Linked DNA regions of Columba livia: region 1 is linked to region 2. Evidence: chromatin contacts called from public Hi-C data. All regions are on one chromosome and are shown on one strand. The core of a region is the stretch at or near the end of the contact, and the rest is flanking DNA. Distances in the headings are between cores, read along the strand shown. Region 1 holds the start of HSF2BP (heat shock transcription factor 2 binding protein). Region 2 holds the start of CRYAA (crystallin alpha A).

Region 1 (2,756 bases), core at 150-2,649, 300 kb after region 2:
ACTTCTATCCCTTCCAACCATTTCCTACAATTCTCTCCTCCTGCTTCCCTAGGTTAATAACTAACTTTCAGTTTTGCTTTCTACTCTCTTTCTTTCCCATCCGTCTTTCAAACCCAGACAGTTACAGGGACAGAACAGGCCAGTTCCAGCTTTCTCAGTTCAGAGGCATCAGAGCCACAATAAAGGTACAGAAGAAAATATTTTAGTTTTTTTAACCTGAATTGTATACTCCAAGCTGTGTTTAGAAGGCGCTTGTGGCAAAATCAGTATGGCCAAGTACCACCACAGTACATGATTCAAGGAAAATACAACTCATTTAGGTCTCAGGAAAGTATGGAATAAACACATGGCAACAGAACTCTATAAAAGAAAATCATCTGCATGTCTGCAAACAGGAAAGACAGGGAAACAATTCAGTATTGCTCAAAATTATGGAGCACAATTTTGCACAGGCATAGGAACAGCTCTACTCACTAGCAGAAGCTGAATTCAAATAAAATACATCGCAGAAGTACTGGGACTGAGATATGAAACATACAACAAGGAGAAAATTCTCATTTATAGTTCCCACTGTAAACATAGATCTTTGCGATACTGTGCTGCCAGTAGACAAGTTCTATTTTCTCTGGTTAAGCAGCTACTCAGTATCTCCCCTGCTACCACGGTATGTTAAAGGCAAATATAGACAACAGAGAACAGCAGTTTTCTGTCCAGCCTTTTACAGTAATGGCAGGTGACTGCATATAGGAAATTTTACTTCAGTCCTCACAGATCTCTTGCACAACAGTCAAGCCACTCCAGTTATGCATGCTGGCCCAGGATCTGCAAGAACTGAATCCCCCTTCCCCGCCTGGCAGGGGGCTGAACAAGGCAGAATTCTGACACCCAGCACAGAAACACAACCGGCCCTTTCTACACTCTCCCAACGGGGGGGGCGGCTCTCCGGCACTCCCCTACACAGCCCTCACGGCGCTGCCCCCCTACAGTGGGGAGGGTCCCTCACCCCCCCAAGGTGCTCAGCTGCTGCGTGCCCCACACAGTCAGCACCCCAGCGCTGGCCCGGCCCTGCCCGACACTCTCCGGCCCCACGCCGAGCTCCACTGCGCCATTGCTCCCTCAGGGCCGCCACGCAGGCCCCTCTTCCCCTTCGCCGGGGAGCCAACCCCCCACCCCGGCGGGGTCCCCCCACACCCCGACCCCGGGCCGGCCGGTGTCGGGATCAGTCCCGCGCCCACCGGGCCGGGCGGGCCGCGCGCGCTACCTGCGCGTCGCCCGCGAGGCCAGCGCGCCGCCGCATGGCGCCAGCTGCCGCCGCCAACCTCGTGGTGGCGGGAAGGGCGCTCCTCTGGCGTCACTGAGGTAGCCCCGCCCCCTCCGCGGGCGGGATGGGCGGGGCCTGGTGGATGAGGGGCGGGCAGGACATGCTGCCGGGGACCGCCCCGCCCGGAGCAGCCGCAGGGCGGCGGGCGCCTGCCTGGGGAAGGGCTCGGCGGCGCCCATGGCCGGGCAGCGCTGTGGAGGAGCTGGAGGGCGGCCCGGCTGCGGTGTCGTTTGGGCAGGGGCTGGCGGCCCCGGGGGGGGTGACATAGGGTCCTGGGCTATGGGCGGGTGGGGGGAGCCCGAGGGGGCCCGGGCGGGTCCTCCTCCCGCTCCCTTCTGCCCCGTTGGTACCGATGAGTTTTCGGGCTGTCACAGACGGGTTTGGGGCGACACGCCCGCAGCCACACCAGCCACCCAGCGAGGCGTGGCCGTACCCCCACCGCCGCGCCGCCCGCCCTGCGATGACGACGGAGGCGGGCGACGAGGGCGTCGGTGACGCCATCGGGCGGCGTCTGACTGTGCGCGGCGCGGACGGGCCGGGCCGGGTTGGACTGAGGACAGACCATGGCTCCCGCCGCCGTGCAGCCGCCCGAGGTCCAGTTCGCACAGCGGCTGGCTGCCAACGAGAAGCGCATCCGGGACCGTGCCCTCAAGAAACTGCGGGGGTACATCAGCGTCCGGACCCAGCGGCCGGACGGTAGGGCCTGGCTCGGCTCGGCTCGGCACGGCACGGCGCTGTCCGGCCCGTCGCTTCTCGGGGCCGGTGGGACTGGTGGGGACCCGGGTGGGGCCGGTGGCCGGGGCCAGCGGCGTGGGCGTGGAGGCGCTGGTGGAGCGGCGGTCCCGTCAGGCCGGCGTGGGGAGCGGAAGCACGTGTGACCGGGAGCCGGGACCCGCCTCCGGCTCCCCGACCCGGCACCGTGCGGCCACCACCTGCGGGCGCTTGGGAGACTTCTATTACTTGTGGTGTTGGTTTTTATTATAGCTATTATTATTAACGTCTGGATTCTATCGCCGAAAGTATTCGCCTCGGTGATCCTGCAGGCGCCGAGTGCGGCGCCAACAGCCCTCGGCAGAGCGGGGACCCTTTGGGATCCGCACCCATAAAGCTTCCCCCGCGTTCAGGCCGGGGCTCGGCGCCGGCTCGGGGGGCGGGAGGGCTCGGGGAGGCCCGGGGCGGGGGGCCTTGCTGGCAGCGTCACCGCTGCCGGCACCGGGGTGGTGTGGCTCCCATGCTCCTCTCAGGAACAGAACGTAAAGGCAACTGAGTGCAGCCCAATGTATGGAACATGTAGTTTTATTTTCTGCTATGGTGCATGGTGAGGTAGTGCATTAAAGGGAATTGAGGAAAGCTCAGGAGTGTTTCAGCACTGGCATAATTGCAGTTGATTCTCAGTTACCCACTCACATTATATGGGTTACCTGTTACCTCCACA
Region 2 (2,700 bases), core at 187-2,686:
CTCATTTTCACACCTGATTTTAGAAAAGCCTTCATGCCCAAGAGCCGTGCCCAGACCACAGGGTTTTTTCTTGCTGGAACTTAAACTTCAACTGAGGTTGAACTTAAACTCTTGTCTCTCTTCTTAGCAGTCCCTTCTGCCTTGTTGGGTGTTTTTCTGTTCAACTTTTTGTTTTCCATGAAGGAAAGCCTCTGTAACAGGATCTTCTGCTTCCTGCTTTTCCTCACCTGCCTCCATGCACTTCCTGGGGAAGGGTCATGAGCGGGAGTCACAGCCAAGGGCTTTCCAAGACCACAGGGCTCCTCAATGCCAGGTGATGTTTAACTGAATGTCACTTTAATTCAATATTTTTCTGAATTTAGCTCCTCTGGCCTGGATTGATCCAATTTCTCCAGAAGCACGGATGCCAGGATCTCAGCCACCCTTGGTTTCCTTAGACCCTGGCTCCACGAGAAGATAATTCAGCCCCTCAGCCCTGAAGTGCCTTTTGGAGGTGCCCTCTCCTCTCTCTCCATCGCTCTCTGTGACTGCAAAAGGCGCTGAGACGTGCAAGACTCCTGACGTAGGTGCTCCTGCTGTTGGGAAGGCCCCTGGGATGCAGTCCCTGCATTGCTGTCGCTGGGGCCTCGTGCTGAGCCCTTTAGCTGCCTTTTCGCTCCTCTCTGGCAGAGCCTGCTGCTCCAGTAGTGGGCTGTCCACGTGCCCCTTCCCTGGTTCCTCCAGGATGGCGGATGACCCCTTAAAGGCAACTTTAAGGGTAACAGAAATGCAAACCAGCCATAACCAGAAATGCGTGTTAGGCAGGATCTGTGTCGTGACACCAGGAGAGAAATAGATCTCCCACAACACTCCTAAATTAAAACAAGGACGCTCTCAAGAGCAGCTTTGGGACTGCTGTTACGGTCAGTGACCAAACTTATTTTTCCTTCTTTCTTTTGGCAAAGTATTTGTTTGTTAAAAGTTTCTGTTTTGTCAAAGCCATGTTCATGCTCTGCATCATGCGTTAGTCCTGCTTCCCTGCCAGCTCCATCATGATCCCTGCGCCAGGGGTGACAGACCCCTCTCAAGTGCGGGAGACACTTTATAGCATGTCAAAAAAAAGTTTTGCTTTCTTCTATCTGAACCAAACCCCTTTTCCACGCTTGGAAGAAAGCTGTTTCATGTGTTTGGAAGAGACTTTGTGTCTCTCTTTCAAGGAGGGGCAGAAACAGAAGCAAAATAACAAAAAGCCAAGGGCGGGTTATAAAGACCCACAGATCAGACCTCCTTCACAAGCATCCTTGAGACACCCACTGGGGTGTCCCGTTTAGCCTGTTTGATCCCGTAGAGGACCTGTCAGTACCCCTGGGCACCCCTTGTGTTTCAGCGTGCTGCCTGGCATCATCCCTCTGGGAGACCTGGCACCCATTCCAACCAGACTGTTGTTTCCAGGTCAGTCTCCGCATTTCTGCTGACCGCGTTGCCTCCGTCATGAGATCATGTCTTTCCAGAGAAATCCCTCTAATGCCTTCATTCTCCGAGACCAGTATATATAGGGGGAGCTTCCCTGGGGCTGCACTGTGCAGTCCAGCCAAGGCATCACTGTCTCTCCAGGAGCTTCACTGCCCCTGCCATTTTCCCCTCGCAGCCACAGGTCGCAGCAGCAGCCAGAATGGACATTACCATCCAGCACCCCTGGTTCAAGCGTGCTCTGGGACCCCTCATTCCAAGCCGTTTGTTCGACCAGTTTTTTGGAGAGGGCCTCCTCGAGTACGATCTCCTGCCTTGGTTCTCTTCCACTATCAGCCCCTACTACAGGCAGTCCCTCTTCCGCAGTGTGCTGGAGTCAGGCATTTCAGAGGTAAGGGCCCTTCGGATTCCTCTCCTTTTCCTTCCCCTCCCTCCTTACACCTCTGCCTGCTCCTCCCCACCCTCACCGCACTGGCTGGGTTTGGCGACTGTAGCCCTGTGCTGGGGTGTTAGGGGGTAAGGAGGACCTCCAGCCCACCGCCAGGCACAGTGAGCCCCCCTTCTTGGGCACGGAGGGAAACCCTCACTGGGGAGAAGGCTTCCCTACAAGAAACAGAGATCATTTTGGCTCCTGACGGTTGTTTTTGACATGGAAAAGGCTGCCTTTGCTGCCCTCATGTCAGACGGCCATATGAGGAGGGAAGAGCTAGGCTGCTCCCAGAGTAAGCGCCCACGAGGGCAGCTCAGCGTGGGAGAGGACCCTGGCATGCGGGAGCTTCCTCTGGCCCCCTCCTCTGCTTCAGGAGCTTGGTGGGCTTTGCAAGCTCACGCTGGAGGACCCAGGAGCAGTCATCTGTAGGCAGTGTGTAGGAGGAGCACGTAGCAGTGGAGACTGTAGTGTGAAGCTCAGGGACCAGTACTTTCTCTAGCTCACTCTTACTGGTTTCCTCCCAGAGCTGAGACCCCAAAGAAACCATAAATCACTGAAAGGACAAAACCTTTGCTATCAGAGAATATTGGACTGGTTTCCATTCCCCCTTGCTGCTGAGCTCTGGTGCATCTGGCAGATCACTGGGTGCAAAGGGGTCCCCGCCCAGGAAGAGTGGCGAGAGGTGATACCTCTCCCCAGAGCAGTAGCAATGGCGCAGACCCCTGCCACAGCCTCCCAGTGTCCCTGTGTCCCCACCAAGGGATAGAAGACCCCCGCTGAGGCCCATAGTCCCAGACAGGGAAGCCGTGCTGCTGCCAGAC

What was found. A called contact is a pair of places that touch in the nucleus more often than the background predicts.
Region 1: a contact with region 2 is called in a Hi-C map of crop, with 4 times the contacts expected there. The contact joins the promoter of HSF2BP here to the promoter of CRYAA in region 2. A contact is called at or near these places in 2 of 2 Hi-C or Micro-C datasets (crop and liver).

The regions. Positions count from the first base shown.
Region 1 is chr1:97,083,420-97,086,175 of bColLiv1.pat.W.v2, forward strand. It overlaps HSF2BP (heat shock transcription factor 2 binding protein), which reads right to left and starts at 1,400. Exons shown (of 10, transcript XR_010473755.1): 1 at 1,262-1,400. It overlaps RRP1B (ribosomal RNA processing 1B), which reads left to right and starts at 1,653. Exons shown (of 16, transcript XM_065069171.1): 1 at 1,653-2,017. The coding sequence starts at 1,885.
Region 2 is chr1:96,780,959-96,783,658 of bColLiv1.pat.W.v2, forward strand. CRYAA (crystallin alpha A) reads left to right here and starts at 1,437. Exons shown (of 3, transcript XM_021286513.2): 1 at 1,437-1,840. The coding sequence starts at 1,652.